Linked DNA regions of Ovis aries: region 2 is linked to region 1. The links are chromatin contacts, called in public Hi-C maps. All regions are on one chromosome and are shown on one strand. Each heading gives the region's core, a stretch centred on a gene start, on an enhancer-like site or on the middle of the called end of the contact. The rest is flanking DNA. Distances are from core to core; before and after follow the strand shown. Region 1 overlaps ARHGEF3 (Rho guanine nucleotide exchange factor 3). Region 2 has its middle 5.1 kb from the start of TASOR.

Evidence for each region. A called contact is a pair of places that touch in the nucleus more often than the background predicts.
Region 2: a Hi-C map of mixed tissues shows a contact between it and region 1, with 4 times the contacts expected there. The contact joins two enhancer-like sites. A contact is called at or near these places in 14 of 16 Hi-C or Micro-C datasets (blood, hypothalamus, liver and 7 more).

The regions. Positions count from the first base shown.
Region 1 is chr19:44,179,524-44,185,570 of ARS-UI_Ramb_v3.0, forward strand. All of the region lies in intron 2 of ARHGEF3 (Rho guanine nucleotide exchange factor 3), which reads left to right. Among named protein-coding and RNA genes, the nearest start is that of ARHGEF3, 78 kb to the left of the region's middle. Within about 2 kb of position 3,753, at least 9 of the 54 cell types and tissues checked have an H3K27ac peak or open chromatin away from gene starts, as enhancers often do.
Region 2 is chr19:44,433,527-44,439,573 of ARS-UI_Ramb_v3.0, forward strand. No RefSeq gene overlaps it. Among named protein-coding and RNA genes, the nearest start is that of TASOR, 5.1 kb to the right of the region's middle. Within about 2 kb of position 2,970, at least 12 of the 54 cell types and tissues checked have an H3K27ac peak or open chromatin away from gene starts, as enhancers often do.

The DNA.
Region 1 (6,047 bases), core at 2,503-5,002:
TTATATTTTAAAAGTAGCATCAGATAATTATAACAACTATGAAAATAAGACCCATTTATATTGTGTTTGTGTTTGTGTCCATGAACACTGAGTCTTCTAATGACACATGAGTATTTCCCCTTCCAGAGGAGAACACTGAGGCTCAGGCAGGTTAAGCAACTTGTCCGAAGTCACATAGTTACTGGCCTCTGGCCAGAGTCTTCTGCCCCCAGGGCTGGTGCTGATTAAGCTGTGTGAGAGAGAGAACCCCTGTTCTCAGGAGGCGGCTGTACGACTTGAATGTAGACTGATGTTTTTAGTGGAAATGTGCAGAAATGATCATTCTGTTGCAGGTTTTAGCAAGCCCCCTTGAGCAGGTGTTTGTGCCATGCTGACTTGGTGAATGAGCAGCCTGTGGAGCTGGACCCACCACAGAGCACGGGGTTGACAGAGGGCCTGGTGTGGAGCTGTTGATGTCTGGGGATCTCTGTTTTCCTCTGTGCCACATACTGAGGCTGGCCTCCTAGGGGGTAGTCCACTGCACAGGTGTCCTCTCCCCCAAGAACTGGGTCCTCACCAGCTGTCCTGTACCTGGCTTCTCCCCAGTCATTTGAGAAGGGTGGCATGGAGTTACAGTCAGTTGATCCAGGGAACACAGTTCTTCATCTCCCCCGGTGGGGCCAGTTCTGTGTTCACAGCCATTGCATGTGGCTGGGACAGACAGGAGGGACTCAAGAGTCCTGTCATGATGTTGATATAGCAGGTGTTGGTTGAGAGGATCAGTGGCAGATCGTGGAGGTCACACGACCGTCTTCCCAGGTCTCCGGGGTGCTGTGCTCCCTACCCCTGGGCCTTTAGACATGCTGCCCTGTTGGCCTGGGATGCTTTTCCTCCTGTTATTCTTCAGATCCCGCACAAAGGTTGCTTTTCTCCGAAAACCTTCTTTAACTCTTGTATAAATATATACTTAGTCTGGATAAAATATTTGTTTAACTCATTTATCAGAAAACTAGAAGGATAAGGAAGAGAAAGCTGGATCTAGGAGGTATCCAGGAAGATATATGTGATATGTATGCATGTGTGTGTGTATCATGTAAGTATATATATAGTATGTATATGTACACGTATATGTACTCTCATTTGCGTGTGTATATATGTGTACATATATATACATATAGTCGTAGAAAATTGTGAAGAAAAGAATATTGGGATAAGATGGCAAATTTAGATATAAAACTTGTTTAGGTTCTACAGAAAAATAACACTGTAACCTTTGGAATTATCTTTTAATACTTGGCAGAAATTACTTACAACTTACCAGTCTTTTACAAGTTCACGACCTAAATTTACAGAGTCTGGGACCTAATCGAAAGCAAATGGTAAGTCAGAAATCACCTACCCTATAGGCAGGTGCTGACTGTAGATGATGCTAAAGAGGCATGCTTTATTTCCTAGTTTGGAACTTTTTTTTAAAGTAGCATTATGTCCTGAGTGGCTAGCACAGTACCTGGTGTAAAGCAGAAACAAGCGGCTATTTGGTGAATGAATGAACACACGGGAAGAAGATCACTTCCTCAGGCAGGTGCAGGTAAGTGGAAGTGAAGTCACTCAGTCGTGTCCGACTCTTTGCGACCCCGTGGACTGTAGCCTACCAGGCTCCTGTTGTCCATGGGATTTTCCAGGCTAGGGTACTGGAGTGGGTTGCCATTTCCTTCTCCAGGGGATCTTCCCAACCCAGGGATCGAACCTGGGTCTCCCATATTGCAGGCAGACGCTTTACCATCTGAGCCACCAGGGAGGCCCTGGCAGACACAGGGCCGGGTGTTTAATCCAGGAGAGAGAAACAATGTCTGTGAGAAATTGTGCCTCCACCACCCCGCTGGAGGAGTTTGGGGCCAGAACTACCACCCCGCTGGAGGAGTTTGGGGTCAGAGTGCACACTGTGTGCAGACCTGCGGGAGGCTAGTAGCAGGGCACTTGCCAAATCGGGTTTGGGGCAATAAAGGACAGCAGGTCAGGGATCTCGCAGTGAGGAGGGGTGTTCAGAACCAGGGCGAGCTCAGGGATTAGGACCAGGAGGGAAGGGAAGGAACTGGTGCTTCTGACATCACTGACAGTGTGCGATTCGTTGTGGAGGTTTTCAGTCGCCATGGTCTGTCTCATGTCTGCCCCTCCCCTGGCCTGTTAGGTGGTCGTCTTTTCCTTCTCCCAGAGGCCTGAGCATCGCTGAAGGAGCAGTGGAGGCAGATGTGCTTGGATTGAGGCTCTGCCCTTACGAGCTACGTGGGCCTTAGCAAGGTGGTGACCCTCTGCCGGCCTGTTTCCTCATTGGAACCTTGGCGTGTAACCTGGGCAGATACCAAAGCTTCCAACACTCCAAACCTCAGGTTTTGCTATGTCCAAAGGTTCAAAGTCTGTTGGTTCTCCTCTTTACTGCGTCTGTCAAAGAAGACTCAAAGGGGATCCATTTTATACCCAAGAGCAGCCCTTCTTAGGAACTCCTCTCTCTTCTCATTCCCTTCAGTCCCCAGCTCACCTGGCCTTGCAGGCACCCTAAGATCTCTCTCCTCCTCCCCTTAGACTCCCCCTGTATGCACTCCAGAAGACTTCTCTCCCCCAACCCCCCTCAGTATTCCCTCATCTCTCCATATCCTGCCTCTCTTCCCTCTGATTTACATAGAGACTGCTGAACTCAGACTGTATAACGGTGGCTGGTGGTGGGGGGGGGGGGGGGGGGGGGGGAGGAAGGCAGACAGGACCAAGTCATTCCTTAGGTGGTTGGACAAGAAGCCTGGTAGCCTCAAGTTTTAAATAGCTCTTGCCCTTCATTCAGAAAGCAAAGCCCCCCAGAGGTGCTCAAGGGGTCTCTTGAGGTCAGAAGGATTCTTTTAAAGTGGTATGTGTCACATTTCTGCATTTAGTGGGCCTCCAGTCAATGGCAGTTCCTATTATTCTTACGGAGAAGGGAGCTCAGTGGGGACTTTCTCACAGCTGTGAGTGATGCTGAAGGGGCAGTGACGCTCTGCCGGGTGGGCTCTGGTGCTCTGAATGAGCACTCAACCCAGAGGGTGAGAACTCACCTGCAGGGTCAGGCTTGGGGGAGAGCGGGGATGATGCTCCAGCTGGAGAGTGAGGTTGTGGGGGCCCCAGCTGTGGGGAGCAGCCTGGCAGAGAGCTGTGGTCTAGTCTTGAGGTGGGAGGGTGTATTTTTCAAAGGTTCCCGGATTCTAGAGCAGGCCATCCAGAGTCATTTGGGTCTGAGCCAGAATCAACCTGTCCTCCATGCCACTGGGATCTCCTTAGCTGCAAGCCGATCCTCGCCCCCCCCCCCCCCGGCCCCCCGCCCCGCGCCGCCGCACACACCCCCTGCGCACCACCCCCGCCAGAGTTCCTGGGAGGAGTCAGGTGGCTTTGAGTCAGGGTGTCTGTCTGTGAAATTTGCAATCTGCTCAGGTCTTAGGATGGAAATGGGATGGTGCTGTGGACCACCTGAAGACTCACGTTCCACAGGGGCCATTTTTAGGTGACATTCATGTGCTCCAAGCAGGAAAACGTTAAGTGAGGAGTGGAAGGAAATTCTCTTTGACCTTGTTCTTTCTCTCTGTTCTTCTCCTTTTAGGAAAGGAAGCATTTTTGTTTGCAATTCAGATTAATTAAAAAGACAGGAAAGGAAAGAAGACAAAAGGAAAAAAAAAAGAGCTACATAGGGTATTTGAGACTCGCCCCGCCCACCCTCACCCACCCCAATCCCTGCGCAACCCCTGAGGTTTTCTCATTGCTGGCCAGCAGAGGGCACTCTTCACCCACATACTGTGCTGACTTTCTTTTGGTGGAGGCAGGAGTCTTGTTCTCTCATGGAAAAGTCAGTCCTGGAAAAGATTCACTTCCAGCCCTTTCTAATACAACTCTACATTCTCATGGAGGGAACTTTCCTCTTTTAGAGCTGCAACATCTGTCCTGTTATTTTAAAATCTGTCTACTGTTGTCTGAGTATTTGAAGCCTCTTAAGAGGAAGATGTTTTTTCCCAGCTTCTTAGAGCACAGATTCAGACAGAAATGGGGCAGAGGGCACAGAGTGGGTGTGCGTTGGTCTCTTCAGTCATGTCTGGCTCTCTGCGGCCCGTGGACCGAAGCTGTCCAGACTCCTCTGTCCATGGGATTCTCCAGGCACAGAATGGTGCATTAACAGCAATTAATAAATACTTGGCTCCAGGTGAGCGTTCCTTGCCAGTCTCATGACTTTCGCACCTCCATTGTCCAGGCCCTTCCTCCCAGTGGTACAGAACTGATAGAGATGGTTACAAAAACCAGAGCACTCACAGGCCAGTCCTAGGAGGGAACAGCTTTGGGTCATGCAGAACGTTGTACTTTCCATGGGGACATTGTAATTCCTTCCACTGGATTTCCTCCCCCCCCATCACACGTTTAATCCTATTGATGTAATTAATAGGTAACCCTTATCGCACTCTAACCAGCGCTGTTCTAAGAGCTCTTACGCATGTCCACTTGTTCACCTCTCTTAAAATCCCAAGAGGTGGTGGAACTGCTGGGGCTTCTGAGGCTTGGTGACGGTCCGACACTTGCTGAGAGGCACTTTGCTGGTGAGGGAGGATCCAGATTGGACCCTGCCCAGGTGTTGTCCATACTTATTCTTTTCTTGAGTCCCAGTTGGATCCCAATACGGTGCAGACACAAGATGCTACAGTGCAGCTCTGGCTAATGTTAGTTTTGAATGTGCTGTTATTTGAGTATTTGAAAGAAAAAGGGAGGAAGGAGAGAGAGCCAGCCCTCAGGGAGCGTGCGTCCGAGAGTGGAGCCCTCAGGAGTCCTGAGTCCACCACAGTGGAGGTGTAGGGGTGGGGGAGGTTGGTGGGTCTATTTCCTCCTCCTCCTCCTCCTCAGTCCCTTCAAGTAGAGCCGCTCTGCTTTTACCAGGTGTATTATGTCTTGGGTTTTGAATATAACCAGGTTTGACACACAGGTTCTACTGCTGCAAGAACAAAACAAACCTCTGGTGCACCAGCCTGGAGGTACAAGCATGCCCTGAGGCGTTATCCCCCTGCACCCTGGGGTCCTTTCCTCTTCCGGTTCCCTTTCCAGTGGCTCCCTCCCTCCTGCCTCCGTCCTGTGCCACACACTTCCTTCCCTGGCTCCTGCCCAGCCTTCACATCACCAGCAGCTCAGCTCAGCTCTAGTTGAGACAAAGGCGAGGCTAGGAGGGTGAGAACCGGAGTCCGAGCTCAGCCTCCCCACCTGCTGGCACGCTGTGCATGCTCCCTGTGCCCCAGGCTCCTCAACCGTGAGATGAAATGTTACCAGAACCTGCCCATCACCTTGTGCAGATTATATGAGAGGATTTTTGTAAACATCACTTCACCCAAGTGTAAGCATTCGTGGTCCCTGGGCCACTGTGATGATCATTACTAATACTGTGACAGCTGCCACCACCCTATTTTTCTCTTTCATTTTCCTACCAGTGTTCTCAGGAGTGTTCATCCTCTCTTCAGCCTCCACTTCTTTCTCACCTGTTCACTCTTCCCAAGAGGTTGGACAGCCAGCTGCCCCCACCCCGCAACTGCTGCCCTGAAATAGCACCCCAGGTTGTCAGCCATCTCCTGACAGCCAGTCCTGCCCCTGGTGGTACTATGCTCTCTGAGCCAGCAGCCTGAGCTGGGCATCTTCTTTGAGGAAGTCTGGGTATTGTTGGCCATTCTGCAGATGAGCGACCTCAGAAAGAGGCTATGGGGGGATGTGCACAGAGCTCAGAATCTGGGTTACAGACACAGCCAGGAAGGGTGATCTTGGGTCCCGATTCACTGTTACCTCCCAGGCTGTAATGGTTCTAGAACACTGGTGGCTACATTGCCAAAGGATGTAGAAGGCGCAGGGCCATTGTTGTTTTCGGTTGAGTGAAGAGATTTCCTTTGGGGAGAAGACAATAAAAAGGAAGGAACCGCCGCTGTACGCAGCACCGCAGGTGACTCCCGGCGCTCTGCACAGAGGGAAGGGAGCCAGGCGTAAAAGGTGCCGTGCCGTGTGATCCCACTTACGTGATGTTTCGGAAAAGG
Region 2 (6,047 bases), core at 1,720-4,219, 250 kb after region 1:
AACAGGCAGGTTTGGCCTTGGAGAACATGGCCAAATGAAGCAGGGCAAAGGCTAACAGAATTTTGCCAAGAGAAGGCTTCCTCATACCAAGCAGCAGTTCTCAGACACCAGCTGGGAGTCCAATGATTCAACTCAATTCTGACACTATCAACTCAGAGATAGAATCAGTTTCCACAGTCCCACCACATTATACGGCAGCAGCAAGCTCAGGTTGTTACATGCGCTTCTGACTAACTGAATACAAATCAGAAGTTCCCATGGGTTTCTCTCTGGGTTTGAGTAATTGCTAGAACAGCCCCGAGAACTCAGGGAAATCTATTTACTGATGAGATTACTGATTTATTATGTTGTTGTTTAGTCACTAAGTTGTGTCCTACCCTTCTGCTACCCCATGGAGTGTAGCTTGCCAGGCTCCTCTGTCCACGGGATTTTCCAAGCAAGAGTACTGGAGTGTGTTTTCATTTCCTTCTCCAGGGGATCTTCCCAGCCAGAGATCAAACCTGAGTCTCTTGTGTCTCCTGTGGATTCTTTACCGCTGATTCACTGAGGAAGCCCTAATTTATTTTGAAAGGCTATTTAAAGATAAAAATCTACAGCCAGATGAAGAGATATACAGGGCAAGTTCTGGAACAAAGAAACTTCTGTTCTCTTGGAATTTGGGACTTGACAAGTTAGCATGTAGAAGCAGATCTTTGTCCCTCATGTAGCAGCTCCCCAGCAAAGGGTCAAAAAGCTATCTTTTGAGGGTTTTATGGAGGCTTCTTTACATAGCCATGACTGACTCAATCATTGGCCAGTGGACAATGATTCAACCGCAAGCTCCCCTCCCCTCCCTGAAATCAAGAGGTGGGACTGAAATCAGGAAAACCAGCCAGTCACTTGGGCTGACAAGGAGCCCACACCCTGGGGTGGAATCCAAAGTCACCTTTGTTAACATATACCCAATTGTGATGGAAAGAGATTGTTGTAAATATCAAGATACCCAATCCGCCTGCAGCATTTTGTGGAAGGACAAACATTATAGCAAAAGATCCTCCTATTGCTCTATCAGCCCAAAAATCCTAAGGGTTTTGGGAGCTATGAACCAGGAACTGTGACTGAAGCCAAATATACCTGAGAAATATATCTTGGTCATCTGAATGCCAAATATATACATATTTCTTATAAATCACAGTATCACAGTAGCAAAAGGTCATTTTAACTATATCTTTTATTGCTAGCCTCTTGTATTTTAAAGGAAATTTTTGTTTTTCTTGTTGGCCTTTTATAAATTGGAGAGAAAACGTCCAAAATTACAGTAAGTCTGAGTACCTTTCTTGGATTATGAAGCACCAAATAATAAAGCCGTAACATGAATCATGTCAAAGGGAATGCAATATCTGTGCTCAGTTGTTAGTCCGGCAGGGAGACTAGATGACTGATGACTGATTTGCTTCTATTTCTCCACAAATCCTCTAGAAATTGTTCAGTGCCAAAAGAAAAAGTAAAAATGAAAAGACTTGTGTTTGTAAGGGAGGTGGCAGGAAGTTTCAATGGCTCAGTGGTAAAGAATCCACCCGCCAATGCAAGAGACTCAGGAGACATGGGTTTGATCCCTGGGTGGGGAATATCCCCTAGAGAAGGGAATGGCAGCCCACTCCAGTATTCTTGCCTGGAAAATTCCATGGACAGAGGAGCCTGGTGGACTATAGTCCATGGGGGTCTCATAGATCCAGATACAACTGAGCATGCACATACATCCACACATGTTCCTATTCATTCAGAATAACAGAGGGACCAAACAAGGGATAAAAATGACACATAGGGGAGTGATGGGAATGTATTATGGTGTAACTTTGTAATTTTTCTTTATTTCTGTTGAGAGCCTTGATTAACAAACTAGAGCTCCTAGAGGCCTACAAGCAAGTAGAATTTCATTTACTTGCCGGAGACTGGAGTCAGAAGATAGACAAATTCGAGTCCTGCTCTGTCACTTATTGGAGCTATTCCTTCGAGCAAGACAGTTAAGCCACCATTTCTTCCTCTGCCAAACATGGCAATGTTTCTCTGGCAACTGCTGTGAAGATTAAAGAGTTTATAGTCTGGAAAGCACCAGACTATAAACCCAGGGTCGGGATGCATCTGTTTATTTTCAGCTCTATCCCCAGAAGCCCAACCTAGGGCCTGGTAGCAGATAGGGTCCCAAGAAATACTTGTTGAGAGAAAGAATGGTAAAATACCTGTATTATTATTCCTTTTCCTCAAGCTTACAGTCTTCCAAATTGAGTAGTGAGATGTGTTAAACCTTCTGAATTCCTACAACTTTCTTTTGCTCTCCTTTATTATAAAAGCATAAAATCAAAAACACTTTGAATTTTTTTTTCCACACATTTCACCACTATTGGCACTTTTGCAATATACCACTTGCTCTTGAGATTTTCTTTTTTTTTTTTTTTTTTGGCTTTGTGTAACTCATGTCCTTAGCACCATCCTCTTCTTAGAAAACTTCACCAGCCACCATGTGAAGTTAGTATAACCTTGTCTTTCTTCAGATGGAAACAGCAGTGGTGTAAACGATCTTATACCTGGAACTCTACTGGTCACCCAGCTGATAATACAGGAGAATCACTCCCAATTATTAAATCCTTTTTATTTCAACAAATCTTGGATTTGGCAAATGATGTTCATCTGTCTTCTCAAATGCAGTAAAAGGCATTGTGAATTTACATAAGGCATTTCAACGGCATTTGATAGACACACCCGAATTTATATTTTGGGAGTCTACATTTGCATATAATGAAGTTTGCTTAAAGCAAGATATACCAGTAAACACTTAATGTGGTAAACCCAAATCAGGTTATGTGAAATTCTTGCCAGAAAAGAAAAGATTAGATAGCCACTTTGCCCTTGGCAGTCAAAACAGATTTCATAAACACCTATTGTGTTCCAGGCACTGTGTTCTAGGCACTGCGCCAGGCTCATTATGGTAAGCAAACCCAGACATTGCTCTTCAGCCCATGGAGCTGATTATACATAGGTTCTAGCCGGGGTGGGGTGGGGGCGGGGGGAGGCGAGAGAGAGAATTCCACAAATGAGGGAGTCATTACAAACTGAGGGAAGTGAAAGGTAAACAGCCTGAAAACAACAAGGTTCTGTGAAAGCACAGCGGGAACCAACCTCAAATGAGAGGAGGGTGATCAAGGAATTTTACACAAGGAAGTGAAGCTGCAGCCAAAAGAAGCTCAGGAGGCGCTCATGAGGATGAGGAAGAGCACACCACACTGGGGAAGCAGTGTGTGCTGAGCCTGATCACGTGGCCAGGGGAGCCCAGCGAGGGGGCCAGACGGGGGAAGCACCCAGGAGCTTAGGGAACAGGAGTGGAGAGGAAAGTAGAAAAGGGTCAGGATTAGCAGGACTCTCTAAGCCCCAGGAAGAATTCTTATCTTTGTCCCTTGAGTAATGAGAACCTGCAGAAGCGTTTCTGGTTGTCGATGTTGAACTGAAAAACATCATACAGTAAAACACACAACTTTCAAATGTAGAGTTCAACAAATATATATATTTATGTACTGCCCTTGTAACTATCACCTAAATCAAGATGTAGAATATTTTCATTGTTTCAAAAATTCTTTCATATCCCCTTTGACTCAGTACCTCCTCACACACCTCCCTGCTACAGACACATAAGGGAACCACTGTTCTGACTTATTATCATGGACTATTTTTGTCTTGCCCTTGTACTTCATGCGAATGGAATCATGCAGTATATACTCTTGTGTCTGACTTATTTTCACTTAACATCATGCCTGTGAGATTCATTCATGGTATTACGTGTAACAGAAATCTTAGATGGGTTTGACTCAAATGACAAAAGTGGTGATCATTTTGTAATGTATAGAAATAGCGAATCACTATGTTGTACACCTGGAACTAACATAGTGTTGTAGGTCAATTGAAGTATATTCAATTAAAAAAAAAATCTTAGAAATGAAACCAAAACAAACCTTAGTAACAGCTCGTGACTCCTGGGTTTAGTTGAGATGTGTGGTTACGAGTCAGCTGTGTAACTGAAGGGCTACTCACATGCAAGCTCATCCCTAAGCTTATTCTTATTTCTAACTGAGGATTCCTTTTGTGCCTTCTCTTCTTTGCATGGACGTCTTTCCTCCCAGACATTAACCATGATGAACTTCAACCCAGTTTGTTGTCAGGGTCTTATACTTCCTTGGGACACTCCCAGGAAATACTTGCTCAGTGAGTAATATAAGTTCTTGGGGGGAAAGAAGGTGACTCTGTGGAAGAATTATTATTTTTGTAGCTCAAGCATAAGGGAAAGAATGGCAATTTCATGTCTTTAATGCATCTGAATAGGCAGTGGAGTTGTAGGTTTATAGCACTGACCTTATTCATAAAATGAATGAATTGAACTGATTTAATCTCCTTAAGGTTCTGTGAGTTGGATTAGTGGTGGTTTTGTTGAATGGCCTTATTTTTCTTGTGGATTAAAAAATTTTTTATTTACTTTTTAATTGAATGATAATTGCTTTATAGAATTTTGTTGGTTGACTGGCCTTTATTATCTTTCCCTGCTGCTGATCAATGGAAGCTTTAAAAAAAAAAAAACGGTCTCCTAGCTGTATGCTTGAAGCAGGTACTTGTGAGCATCAAATAGCATCTTTTACCTGGAAACAAAACATGAAATTGTTTACAAATGTTAAACACTGCTATTACAGTCAAATCTTTTTAGTGGCTTTGTTCACTTCAAAGGTATTGTTATTAATGCTTTTGTTTTTATGTGTGAATTCTGTAACTATAAAACTAGTTGATTTGATCAGCATCAGGGAGTTTCTAATTCCTCTGTTCTGAAACATAGGGATCCTTCTAGAATCTCTGTGTGGGCTTTCTGGATGATTTTTAAGATACTGCTGTTGCACTCTTGGTTGAAATATTGGGTAATAACAACAGCTTCCAGCATGATTTTCTATATATATATTTTTAATGTTTTAATTAAAAATTTATATTGAAATGTTTTTGATTTGCATTGTTATGTTAGTTTCTGGTATATTGCAAAGTGATTCAGCTATATATGTGTGTGTGTATGTGTATATACACATATATGTATGTATATACATACACTTTAGATTTCTTTTCCATGATAAATTATTATAAGATACTGAGTATAGTTCCCTGGCTATACAGTTGATCCTTGTTGGTTATCTGTTTTATATAGTGTGAATATTTAAATCCTGAAATCCTAATGTATTTCTCCCCTTCTCCCTTCTTTCAAAAATGTATTTTTTTTTAGTTGAGTGGTGCATTTTTAAAAGCTGTTTTATTTGGCTGCACTGGGCCAGGTCTGTGTTGTAACCTGAGAGATCTTTTAGTTATGGCATTCATCTGATTCCCTGACCAGGGATGGAAGCAGGGCCCCTGCGTTGGGAGTGCGGAATCTTAAGACACTGGACCACCAGGGAAGTCCCTCCTATTTTTAAAATGAAGAGTTGAACTGGATTTTTTTTTTTTTTTTCTGTTTTCAATGTAAAATGGCAATTGTGGTCCCTGCATATTTAGTTATATACTACCTCACCATTCTCTAGTTTATTTCTGCGGTGGTGTTTTGTCTGTTACTGAGGGTAGGGGACAATGTAGATTTAATGTCTTTTAACCTTTGGTAGCTCTTGCTTCAGAACCTTATATATTACTGGTATTACCCTTAACCCCCCAGCCCCATGGACATACTGAGTATCTGTTGATATATGCATATGGCTTCCTGGTGGCTCAGATAGTAAAGAATCTGCGTGCAATGTGGGAGACCTGGGTTCAATCCCTGGGTTGGGAAGATCCCTTGGAGAAGGAAATGGCACCCCACTCCAGTACTCTTGCCTAGAAAATCCCGTGGATGGAGGGGCCTGGTGGGCTATAGTCCACGGGGTCTCAAGGAGTCAGATACAACTGAGCGACTTCACATTAATGAATCAACAACAAAATTACCTTTTAGAGATCCTAACACCTGAGTTTCTGATCTCCTGCAGCCTCTACTATCAAGTAAAGCCTTTTCTTCCCAACTT